2 separate regions of the Bombyx mori genome follow, and region 2 is linked to region 1. A link is a contact called in public Hi-C data. All regions are on one chromosome and are shown on one strand. Each heading gives the region's core, a stretch centred on a gene start, on an enhancer-like site or on the middle of the called end of the contact. The rest is flanking DNA. Distances are from core to core; before and after follow the strand shown. Region 1 overlaps Ets (transcription factor Ets). Region 2 has its middle 9.7 kb from the start of TRNAK-UUU.

Evidence for each region. Hi-C and Micro-C count contacts between places; a contact is called where the count stands out from the background.
Region 2: a contact with region 1 is called in a Hi-C map of midgut, with 2.5 times the contacts expected there. The contact joins two enhancer-like sites. A contact is called at or near these places in 2 of 7 Hi-C or Micro-C datasets (midgut and whole pupa).

The regions. Positions count from the first base shown.
Region 1 is chr17:16,458,675-16,465,222 of ASM3026992v2, reverse strand. It overlaps Ets (transcription factor Ets), which reads left to right. Exons shown (of 2, transcript NM_001043437.1): 2 at 1-493. Among protein-coding and RNA genes, the nearest start is that of Ets, 36 kb to the left of the region's middle. Within about 2 kb of position 3,677, at least 7 of the 8 cell types and tissues checked have open chromatin away from gene starts, as enhancers often do.
Region 2 is chr17:16,540,340-16,546,887 of ASM3026992v2, reverse strand. No RefSeq gene overlaps it. Among protein-coding and RNA genes, the nearest start is that of TRNAK-UUU, 9.7 kb to the left of the region's middle. Within about 2 kb of position 2,822, at least 8 of the 8 cell types and tissues checked have open chromatin away from gene starts, as enhancers often do.

The DNA.
Region 1 (6,548 bases), core at 2,428-4,927:
AGGTTAAGTTTTTTAACAGCGGTTGCCATAAACTCGTATTATGATTAAATGTACTTAAATAGTTCATATTTAGGTTAATTAAATGAACATTAAAGGAACATCACATTATTTTCGTCAATCTCAGTGATAGGATGAATATATTATTATTATGTTTTAGTTTGTTAGTTTAAATAAGTGATGTTGGCGCTTTACGTGCAATAAAAAAGATCTGTTGGCCAAAGAGTAGTTTCGGAAAACTAAAAAAAAACTTGTATATTTTAAGAGAAAAAAGTTGTCATTTTTTTAATCGCTCGAAATCCAAGCGGTTGCTGTGATGTAAGATATAGGTACTTAATGAATTATTTTGAAAAAAAAAACATATTTTTTGTTAGTGAAAACAATAAAGATAAACATTTTTTTCATTAAAGATATTTATGTAAATAGTTTAGTTTTCATATTATTATTATATTGATAAATAATTTCGTGACGAAAAATAAAAAATATTGTTATGTAATTGTTTTTTTATATTCTTAGCTTTTTAATCCTTTAATTATATCAGAAAGTATTATATCGAATTACAACCTAATACTTCTTAAAAAAAGATGGAAAACCTAAAAAAAATATTGAAATGATGTACAGCCTGTTGGGCATTCTGGATGTAACATTTTTAAATTTTGTTAAACACTGGTGGTATACACCCTATTAGAACAAGCCTGCACGTATGGGTATGATTGTTTTGCCTATTTCTGCCGCAGAGCAGACACGCGTCCCGGTCGGAACGTTGAGACAGCCTCTATACAACACATTTGAGACTTCAGCATCATGTTTCAAGGTGAGTTCCGATATTCATATATCTGCAGGCTTCTGTAAACACATAACCATAGGTGAGCTCATCCAATAATTTAGGCAGTAAAAAAGGTGATAAGTATTTCCGCCTTTATTCCTTCTGCATAACTACGGAAACAAAATAACATTACATTACAGTGGCGACAACGTAGGCTTGCACAAAACAACCAAGATAAATTTTGTACGAAATTAAATAAACGCGCTAACTTAACTCGAGTTGTTGTTGAATATTCTACTAAAAGCATCATCAGCCTGGGGCTAAATTAATTTTAAATGATAAAAGGGACAAAAATTGTATTTAATTGGCCTAGTGGTCGCACATGCTGTGAGCTCACACTGCCTCACACTGGGAGGTATGGTGATCCTGTGTATTTATGCCGCAGTCACGTGCTCCGATATGCGACAGCCGTCATATCATACAGTTGAAACATCAAGCAATACGACGGGCTAGAAATCTGGCGGATGGGAGTGCGTATCATGAGGCCTCGCACTCTAAAGCTGCTTTCAGACTACGCTATACTATAGTGTCATATAGTATAGAGCCACTGAGAAGATCCGGCGAGAAATTCAGTGGGCTTGGGGTATCTCAACACGCTCTTAAAGAGTATGTACGCCGGGCGTCTTTAGCCCACAATGACTGAAGTAACTATAGAATCAATTCATACAATTCACACAAAATTCAATGCACACAATAAATTCACAGTTTTTTTTTTGCTATATGATTGGACGAGCTCACAGCCCACCTGGTGTTAAGTGGTTACTGGAGCCCATAGACATTTACGACGTAAATGTGCCACCCACCTTGAGATATAATACTCTAAGGTCTCCAGTATAGTTACAGATTGAGATTGAGCCTTTGCTCGCCCACCTGTTTTAGTGAAACTGGAAAGGCCTCCGGTACACCAGTAATCCTACCATCATAAAAAAAAACTTTATACGCATTAACAGAGAGTCGATCTATCGACGGTTCGCCCTCCGAGTGCTAAAACAAATTTACAGAGCAGTATGTTAATTAAAACGAATAATAATATCATAACTGGATTTACCAAAACCGCAGCTTACCGATTTCGTATGTACGTATGTGTAACACAATCCTAATATTAAAATATATTGTAATCCATTATATTTTTAAACAAACGTTTTATCTTATAATTTTTCATAGTTGCTTTTTTCCTTAAAAAAGGGTTTGTGTTTCATTTGGACGTGCTAACGGAATACATATTGTTACGCGCTGGGGTCCAGGATAAATAAAAATTCTACCGAAGTACAACTTGAAACGGTAATAACACTTAGAACACTTAAAATACTTAACGAATACTTTAAAATTCTCAATTCACTTCTTCCGCTTCGCTTCAGGTGATCCGTTCGCTGTTTCGCTTCGAGTAGATCCGATTATTGACTGACTGAGTGTTTTTTTATCCTACTTAAGTCTTGAGAGACCATTTAATTTTGAGCGTAACCTTAAGTAGGTAGTAGGTGAGCTCACGGGGCTCAAAGCTGACGTCATTGCTAACACTAACACTAACCCTAGCTAGCCCTACCACCGGATCGGAAACGCTGTGTCTGTGGGTTAATTTACTCGCCGAGCCCTTCGTCGCAAGCGACGAGTTTGAAGAGAGCGATGACCGGTGACTGAGTGCCTTCCCTGCAACGCTTTTATAGTCGATATGACATTCCTAGAATTATCGAAAACATCCTCACAAGTCGAGTATTTTCGATATGCGTTTCCGCCACTTGACTATAGATGGCGTTGTACTTATCGGGCATTCTCGATTTCTATAGTTCTTTTGATATTCGTTTCTGCTATCTGACGATAGATGGCATTGTTTTCACCGGTGTAATAATATGAATACAATAAAAATAATACGAGCCTGTCTTGAGACATGAGGTCGAATTCTGTCTTAGTCGTATTACGTACATACGCCTACGCTTTACCCAAGGGTAAGAAATCACCGCCACTATAGACGAGATAATGTCAGGGTCACGGAAGAGAGATGCTCATCATACCCTTCATAATGGAAGAAAGACAGCAAAGACTCTTATTACTACACCAGTGTAGAAATAAGCTGTGTTAGGACTAACTTTGCCTATTTTGTTTCACCTTCTTCCTCGAAGTCCGTTAATAAAAACAAAATTGTTTGACTAAGTTTGAAAATTTAAAGGCACGCCATCTATTTCCATTAATATTAAGCCATAAAAAAGTGGATTAGCTTAATAATAGATGTCATGATCATCAACATACAAGATTGTTTCCGAAAGTTCACAATAGATGGCAATGGTGTTTTAAGTTTAATTTAAAAACAACAGAAGTCGCAGAACAAGGCCTATTAAAAAAAAAATGTATGATATTATTCGAAGAATAAACTTAATAACAAAAATAATAATAAAGTTAATAATGATAACATTAGACATATATTATTATTGCCTTGGGACGGTGTGGCGTGGCTTAAGGAACAAGTACGGGTTGAAAGTGAACGGTTTCCAAGCAGTTGAAGAGTTGTGTGTTCAGTGCGAGTTTTTAAACTTCTCGATAGCGTAAAAGTTAACTCAAAGTGGTACGGAATTGGAACAGCGCCCCTAGCGGCAACGAAGGGAAGCTGTTCAAACTCCACATATATTTGAGTTAAGTTTTAAAACTCGCACTAAGCACACTGGTCAGATTTGCTCTTGTAGTGAAAGTTGTAGTAGTTGTGCCTTTGCAGTTGTCTGACAACCTTGGATAAATAGCTCATGAACAAGAAGAATGAAATAATTTTAATTTAAAGAAATAATTGGAAATTCTGGCGAGTATTATTACAAGTACTTGTCTTGCTGTGAGTATTTATTTTTATTTCTTTTCAAAGTGACACCTGTTGAGAATTAAGTGTACTAAGTCAAAACAAACAAAATGCTGTATTTCCTGACAACTAGATGTCACTTTCATCAACAAAAATATTTTCTTAAACTGTTTTCGATTTTATTATACCATGAGTTGTGATTGTTATAATGAACAGTTGATAATGTTAAATTACTCCTTCTAATTATTAAACGTATAGCTTAAAAAAAGATGTGGTGTCGTGGGACACCAGGTAGGAACGAAGTTCCTTCGCCTAATGTAGAATCGACACAACTTGAAAAAAAAAATCGTGCTCAATTTTATATAGGTTTTCTTGATTTTTCTCTTAAATTTTGCTGATTAGTTTTTATTTAAGTACAGGAAAGTATTTAGGAAATTCAGTATTTCAGGAAATAATAAATTACGTAAAATAAAAAAAAATCGTAATTCAAATTATCAATTAAAATAACAAAATATGTCTCTTTATTTTTGTTTGACAACATAAAATTACATAGAAATAGAAATAAATACAAAGTAGAGAGAGAAGGGATGAGAGAACGAAAAGAAAGAATAAGAAAGAGAAAGGTATTATACACTACTCGCTTGTGTATACGACTGTCGCGCCTGCGCACGTCTCATTTAACGGTTTTATTCCACGGACTTTTTCTTACGGTTTTACTATCACATTTTTTTCAGTTCGGTCGCGCAGCATAATCCCTATCTCCTCCAAGCCTGCGAAGGAACGTAAGGAACTTCGTTCCAAAATGCAACCTAATTAACGTTAACGTAATTAAGGTCTATCGTTTGCCGCTGGGGACGCTATTCAAACTGTATACAAATTTGAGTTAACTTTTACGCTATCGAGAACGTTAAAAAACTCGCACTAAGCCCACAGATGACCGTGTGTGATTTGTCTCCTGTTACTATTATTATTCTTTCATATTGAAATTTATATTTACGAAACCCGAAAAATTAAGAATCATCATAGTCGGTTACTCTAGGCAGAGCAGTCGTGGTCATGTGGAATCCTTGTTAATGAAAGTCTTAACAGCTGTTCTCCATATCGAGGCTTGGCGCACGCACTCGTGCGGTTTTGGTAAGGGTTTTTACTTGATCAGTCCAGCACGTGGAGCCTTGTCCACGATATATTTTACCATTGACCCTACCCTGAACAACAAGTTTCTCTATAATCTTTTTTTTTATGATTGAAAGATTACTGGTGGCCCGGACGCCTTTCCAGTTTCACCAGGACAGGTGGGCGAGCAAACGCTCAGCCAGAAGGGGTGGGATTTGCTAACAACTGCCCGAGCGCCTCCGAAGGATATGTAACAACTCAAGAGCAATTACTTCGCAAATGAATCTACTACCGGGTCGGAATCACGACCCACTGAGAAGATCCGGCGAGAAACTTAGCGGGCTGATGCATGGGTAGGGTTGCACGCCGACCTCTTTGTCGAGTTAGACGAGTACGGTTACCGGGGTTCTATAATCTCTGCTGGCCGTCGCGATACGCCAAATTATCGGAGAATCCTGGATTGCACCGTTAATACACCAGTGAAAATAGGTTTTGTCGGAATTATCGCAAACAATCCTTCAGCGGACATTTCAGGGAGACGGTACAAATTACAGAGACAAGCGAAGTTTCTCCGTTGCACTAGAGTTGACTAGAGGTTTCAAGTGATCTAACAGGTCAGAATGAGCGGGTATCCTAGCGGGAATGGCTCTTTGTTGTGGCGACATTTCTCGAGTGGAAGTCGATACCTGTGCAAGTTTACAGCGCGCCTTACCTTACACAGGGGCCACAAGTACCTAAGACTTGTTGTATCCCTTCGTTTTGCTTTCCGCTCGCAATAACCAAGAAACCAAGAAATTACGGTGGTAAAATACTAATCGCCCGTTACCAGCGAACCCTCAAATTTATATTCTCGCTAAACGTTAATATAAAATGAAACATTTCACAGTTTATTAAGCTCATTATTAAGTGTTTATTCAAATTGCTAATAAACGGGGTAACAAAAAGTTGGGCAATTGAAAAAGTAGCTTTTTGCGTAGCTTTTATTAGGGTTCTAGGGCTGGCACGTTTTTTGAATGTTCATTATTATTTTACTAATAAGATTGTATTGAATTGTATTTTCAGAATGCATTTTGTAAATGTTAATCGGAATATCATTGTATTAAAACCTATCTTATACATATAAAAAAGGTTTTATTCGTATTACCTTATTCCATTTGAGCCTGTTACAAGAAAACTGCTCAAAAGGGTTATGTAAATGATGTTTTGGCAATATACAATCTACTGGCAATCTTTTGGCAATCAGCAGCTAACTGAACTTACAGCACTGATTGTTTAGATCGCAATTAACGAAATCACTTTAGTTTTTGAACAGTTCAATTTTCATCAGTGTTCGATCAGACTGGGCGACGTTATATCATTGTAAAAAATAGTAATAATTCATTATAAACAATTTGCTTATGGCAGTTTACATCTTCAACATATGGCTCTATTCATTTTTGTTATGAAAAACACTTTTTGACAGTGCCGTTAGAACGAGCCTATAAAATTCCGATAAATTATTATGAATAAGACCGTAAAGAATACGGTACGTGGAAACGACTGACACGATATGGCTAAAATGTAAGAGAAATTGAACTCGGAAATCAATGTTTTTCTGTATTCGGAAAATTAATTAATCTGGCAGTCTTGGTCGAACCACTTTGTCGAGTGTATTTAATACAAGCAGTGTCTCCTTGCCGAGGTCCGAATCTCGTAGACGTCAATAAAATTCCTTAATAAAATACGTACCTTAATAAATTCCTTAATAAAATATGAAGTCATCGTGGCCTAAGGGATAAGACGTCCGGTGCATTCGTGTTGACCGATGCACCGGTGTTCGAATCCCGCAGGCGG
Region 2 (6,548 bases), core at 1,573-4,072, 83 kb before region 1:
GATTCCTACTGACGCGTTGGAATCTTTAGATCTGAATCGAAGCGACGAAAGCTCCATGTTGCCGACCAACACGCGCCCGAACCTTAAGTGAAATAGAGCCCCATCGAACCATGGAGCCTCAAGTCAGACAGAGGCCCACCGAGCCATGCGGAAGGTAAGGATTGGACGAGCTTAGCGCGGAACGCCGATTGCCCCGCCACGATATTCGGGATTCTGAATTAGCGGTCGTCTACACCATAACCATCGAGCCTGAGGTGGACTATCTCAAGCCCGTTTAAATACAGGGATTCTTCACTGCGACAACAAAACCAGCAAAGGTCGGGAAGCGCGAAGTCAAATCTAGCTATAACATGGATTCATATTTTCGCGACAACACTTGTAGGATACATTAACAGGAAACGGACAAAGAAATAATTAGTCTCACGTAATTGAAATTAAGTTTGCTGACAGGTGTCAGAAAACTTGACACCTGTCAGCAAACTTAATCCCTGAAATAACTGATATTATTATCAATAATTAGGTAAGGTTTCGCGATTTACTCGTTAACATTGACATTGTTGTTTATTTTTAGATAAGTCAACAAGTTACCGATGCTGTTTTGCTTAGAGAATAAATAAAGGAACAGAAGATTCTATACGTTGTTCTAATAAACTGTAAAGTGGACACTTCCAACAACGCTATGACGCAAGTCACTTATTTTCAAGGGCTACGTACGTATTTGTTGATATCCAGCTGACTTCTATTGATTGATATAGTATTTTACGACTGCTATGTTAAGCATACGCTACACAATAGGTACATACGTATTTGCTGATTATTTTGTGTATAATTATGTAACTAAGTGAAATTTAGTAGTAGTTTACTAGGTTTGGAGATTAAATTGTCAGAATACATAAGCCTGTTCCAAATAGCATATCTTGTATACTAATATATTACGTCGAACATGAAAAATATATTCTTCTTCTTCTCCATCGCTCCCTCATTGCTGAGGATCGGGACTCCGTTTTAGCTTGTCGACTGTCAGCCTCCATCGGTTCCGGTCAGTTGCCTGGTGTAGTAGCGCTAAGTGGTCCGCTGGTTTGCTCGGAGATCTGGTCGGACCAACGTTTGGGGCTCCGGCCTCTAGGACGTTTTCCTTCTACTTTCCCAGTGACCATCAGACGTTCCAAGTTGTCTACACCTCTGCGAGCAACGTGGCCAAAGTAGCGCATTATGCGTTGCAGACAGGTGGCAGACAGGCGTTGAGCGTTCTCCATTTTAAGCTGATGTAGGACCGAGATGTTCGGGCGGTGGGCTGTCCATGGAATCCTTAATAGGCGGCTCCAGCACCACATTTCAAAAGCATCAACTCTGTTCCGGTCAGCTGCTTTTATGGTCCATGTTTCTGCTCCATAGAGAGCGATTGGGAAGACCAGTGAGTGCACAAGATGTATTTTGGTCCTATTCGAAATATTACGATCTTTCCAAACTTTGCTCAACTGCGTCATAGCTGTTTTAGCCATTCCAATTCGTCGGCGTATTTCAGGCTCACAGCTCCCCTTATCCGTGATCACAGAACCAAGGTAGACAAACTGGTCTACGGCCTCGTATTCTGCCAAATGTTCCGTACGCTGAGTGGATGAGAAGCGGTCTACGACTAGCAGCTTGGTCTTCCTTTTGTTAATTACTAGTCCCATGTTTAGGCTTATAGCCTCTAATCTGTGCAGAAGCTCCTTCATCTCCGCCTCAGATGATGCAAGAAGTGTGGTGTCGTCGGCATATCTCAGGTTCGTTATCTGAACTCCCCCTATTCTAACGCCTCCTTCCCAGTTTTCTAAAGTCTGGCGCATTATAATAATATATTCCCCTTAAATATTGAAGAGAATAGGTGAGATAACACATCCTTGCCGGACTCCTTTTTCCTGGAAACGAAATTTACTTGAAGTGGCATTTTCGATAGAGACAGACCCAAACCCCGACTCGTACAGGTTGCGAATCAACATAACAAGTTGACTCGGAACTCCTGTATCACTTAGGATCTCCCACAGTTTCTCCCATTTCACGCAATCAAAGGCCTTCTTATAATCTACGAAGCACATAAAGACAGGTGTGTTGTACTCATAGCATTTCTCTACAATGAGTCGCAAGTTTAGAATTGCTCTCTTGTGCCCCTCCCCCTAACAAAACCTGCCTGCTCCTGAGGTATCTGCCAGTCAAGGAACGATTTTAGTCTGCTGTTTATGACGTGGAGTAGGATCTTGCTAGCGTGCGAAACAAGGGCTATCGTTCGGTAAAATATATTAATTTAATATAAATTTAATAACCATATTTTTGTTTTCTCTGAATTAAGTACTGTTGCACTATATGAATTATTAATCAATTACCTATTCAGTTTCTCGGCGGATCTTCTCAGTAGGTCGTGATTACGATCTAGTGGCATATTCTGCGAATATTTATAATTAATAATAATTTACTAGGGCTGGTGTTAGCAAGTTCTCTCAGGTAGAGCCCGTGAGGTCACTTAACATCCGGGCGTAGCTGCAGTAGCCCCTTAGGCTAGCGAATAGGTAGGGAAAATAAAGTCAACCGTAATTAAAAGTGTTTGGTGAAGAGTGACATCTAGCGGACTTTAAATATAACTGATCAGTGCCATACCTATTATTATTATTAGAGCATTCCGCTGATATAGCCTCTCAAGGCCATCAGCATAGGTAGGGAAAAAAAAGAGCCTTTTGGAATTTCTGGATGAAATAAAAATATTGATAACAGTGACATCTACTAAGGCCATTATTAACAATTTGCCAGTGTCATCTGTTGTCAAAAATTTCGATTGTTCGTTTGAGATGTTCTTTTGGTAGTTATGCAAGCCAACACTAGATGGCAGTAACAACAAAATATATTGAGAGTTATCGCATGTGGCCAAAGGATAAAGCTACTCGCGCGCTACCTGTCGTACGTGGATATTACTATGACTGAAACATTCACAGCTGTATTAAGTGACATCACAATAGGATAATGGTTTAAGAATGGAGAGGAGATGCATAAAAAAAAATAGTTATAGAATATCTACATAAAATAGAACTAAAGGTCTTAAGCTAACTTTTTTTTTATTGCTTAGTTGGGTGGACGATCTCACAGCCCATCTGGTGTTAAGTGGTTACTGGAGCCCATAGACATCCACAACGTAAATGCGCCACCCACCTTGAGATATAAGTTCTAAGGTCTCAAGTATAGTTATAACGGCTGCCCCACCCTTCAAACCGAAACGCATTACTGCTTCACGGCAGAAATAGGCAGGATGGTGGTACCCACCCGCGCGGACTCACAAGTCCTACCACCAGTAATTACGCAAATTATAATTTTGCGGGTTTGATTTTTATTTCACGATGTTATTCCTTAACCGTGGAAGTCAATCGTGAACATATTTTGTTGAGTACGTATTTCATTAGAAAAATTGGTACCCGCCTGAGATTCGAGCACCGGCGGTGCATCGCTCAACACGAATGCACCGGACATCTTATCCGTTTATCCGTTAGGCCACGACGACGTCATATAAACATACGTATATATTTAGGGAGACAGTTAAGCTAACTTAAGTTGGTGTTTGTGTCTGTGTTTACACAGATAGGTACTATTAAAAGGAAAAGTTAATTTGGTTCTGATGTAGTCTGGTATAATAGAAATTCGGAATCGCGAACAAGATTTAAGTAACCTTGCTTACACCATTTGTTTCCGTCGTATGACAAGGGAAGTACGAATATGATTGCCAATATACTACGCGGCCTCAGGCATCCGAACCGACATCCGTTCCTTCAACTTTAATACTGAAAATTGAAAAATGTACCTGAATGATTCTGATGCATTATACATGTCTAAGCGACGATCACATTGAGATATCTTCCATTAATTGTTTTAATACTTTAGTTGGGAGCCCAAGGAAGGTACTAAGTACGCACGAATCTGATTTTGTGTAGGTGGTGTCTACGAAAAGGATTTGTAGACATAATTAGAACTTGAACCACTACTTAAAATGTCATGGTTTTTGTACCTTTGCAAGATCCTGTCTATGGACGAGACTGTGTCTACGGACTCTTCTAAGTAGGAAAGAGTAAGTTAAGAGACGCAGTTTTGAGAGTTAAGAAACCGGCTTCGTTCGTCTAGAACGACTAGGTGCGCGAATCTCTGTGGGCAAGCGACTCATAAGACAAGCTCACTTTAAATAATTCGAGAACCGATTAAAGGAAAAATCCCCGCGCGCAAGGCCTTTGAAATTCTGAAATGGCTAACCAAATTTAAACGGAAACATGGCTGACGCGTATATAACAAATGGGATACTTTTTAGAGAAAAAGAAACTCCAAAAGGGACTGGCGTTTTTTTTATTTTTATTATTATTGCTTAGATGTGTGGACGAGCTCACAGCCCACCTGGTGTTAAATGGTTACTGGAGCCCATAGACATCTACAACTTAAATGCGCCACACACCTTGAGATATAAGTTCTAATGTTTCAGTAAAGCTACAACGGCTGCCCCACCCTTCAAACCGAAACGCATTACTGCTTCACGGCAGAAATAGGCGGGGCGGTGGTACCTACCCGTGCGAACTCACAAGAGGTCCTACCACCTACCACACGCAAATTATAATTTTGCGGGTTCGATTTTTATTTACACGATGTTATTCCTTCACCGTGGAAGTCAATCGTGAACAATTGTTGAGTACGTATTTCATTAGACAAATTGGTACCCGCCTGCCGCATTCGAACACCGATGCATCGCTACATACGAATGCACCGGACGTCTTATCCTTTAGTCCACGACGACGTCAAAGTGGTAGGGCTGTTTATCAGCTCACTCGGGTAGGCACCACCATTCTGCCAATTTCCAAGTTGTACTGTAGATCTGTCAACTCATGTCTCGAGGTGGGTGGCGACATTTACGTTGTCGATGTCTATGAGCTCCGGTAGCCGCTTAAAACAAAATAGGGTGTGAGCTCGAAAAACAGACTTGAAGATACTTCTCTTGAAAGTGCTAAAAAATGTATCTACGTAAATCGTATGGTGGATAATTCCAGGATTGTGATTTTAGCTTTTCAAATCGAATATGCTTCCGGTACCATGATTATTGTACACATTAAATGCAGTAGAAAGAGATTAACGTTGTAATAATAGAATTTCAGAAATTTGATAATACATGTATACGACTACAAAAATATTACCCGTAAGTTCGGAAATCCCATGAAAGTATGGCTCACTTGTTTCGCTTCGAAGAATGGCTTAGTCTATATACTATAACCTATACGATTGAGACTCCGACCTTTTATCGGTAATGTCTATAGGCACTAGACACTGTGTGGCCATGACCTATTCCTCTGATCTGTACTGTATTCCATCAGCTCTCAATTCGTAGCGCAATTTTTCTTTTCCATCGCCCACGAATATGTGTATAACAAGTACAAATTTAATCCCATGCCATAAAAAACCAGTAGTTCCCCTTGTACGCGACAGTAATGTTAAAATTTATTTTGTGATGCGTTTCAGAGCGAAAGGTCGCTCCAAGGCGCACACACATATACGAGTAGGTATGCCCAGAATATATGATATGAGTATGACTAATGTACGCGTTGTTAAATACTAAACAAGAATCTTCGTCTTGTGTGACCTCAAAAGATGTAATGAGGTCGACGATGTTTCAAAAAGTAAAATGTTAATTTTACTGTTTTCTCTGTTGTTTTCGACAGGCGTAAAGAGCAGCGACGGACGGTAATTGAACAGGGATACAGGAGTTTCAAGGCGGTTTTTGGCTACGAAACTTATTGGCTTATTGTTTCTGTCTACATCTCCGACTATCGCTGTTTTTTTTATTGACCTTGTAGGCGGACGAGCATACGGCCCACCTGATGTTACTGTCGCCCATGGACTTCAACAATGCCAGGGGCAGAACCAAGCCACTGCCTACCGCTGCTATACATATAGAGTTATCATATCCTATATTTTAAGTTTGTTTACATTATTAAGTTTATTTTTTAAGTTCGAATCTAATGTAACCTAAGAACTCCATGATTAATTACATCAGCAGTCAGCCCAAAATGATTGGAAGTAGCAATACACGTGCTAGCTAATTAATTAATAATCTGCTTTTTCTCCACCTTATCCCACTAGGTGGGGTTGGCATAGCTAATTTTTCTCTTCCATTCTCTTCTATCAGCCGTCATCACAACACTCACTCCTCTCTCTCTCAAATCGTCATTCACACACTCCATTCATGTCTTCTTTGGTCGACCTCTTTCCCCTCTACCTTGCACTACCATTTCAATACATCTCCTAGTCAGATGCATCTTCTCTCTACGCATCACAATATGTCCATACCACGCTAACCGTCCGCTCTTTAGTTTGTTGATTACCGGGGCTACTTTCAACTTCCTCTGATATACTCATTCTTTATCTTGTCCATTCTTGTCACTCCACACATCCATCTCAACATTCGCATCCTCTTTCATGCTTTGCTTTCGTCGTAATTAAAATATACATATAAATAAAATTGGACTGTTTGTTTGTCGTATTGAGCTTCTTAC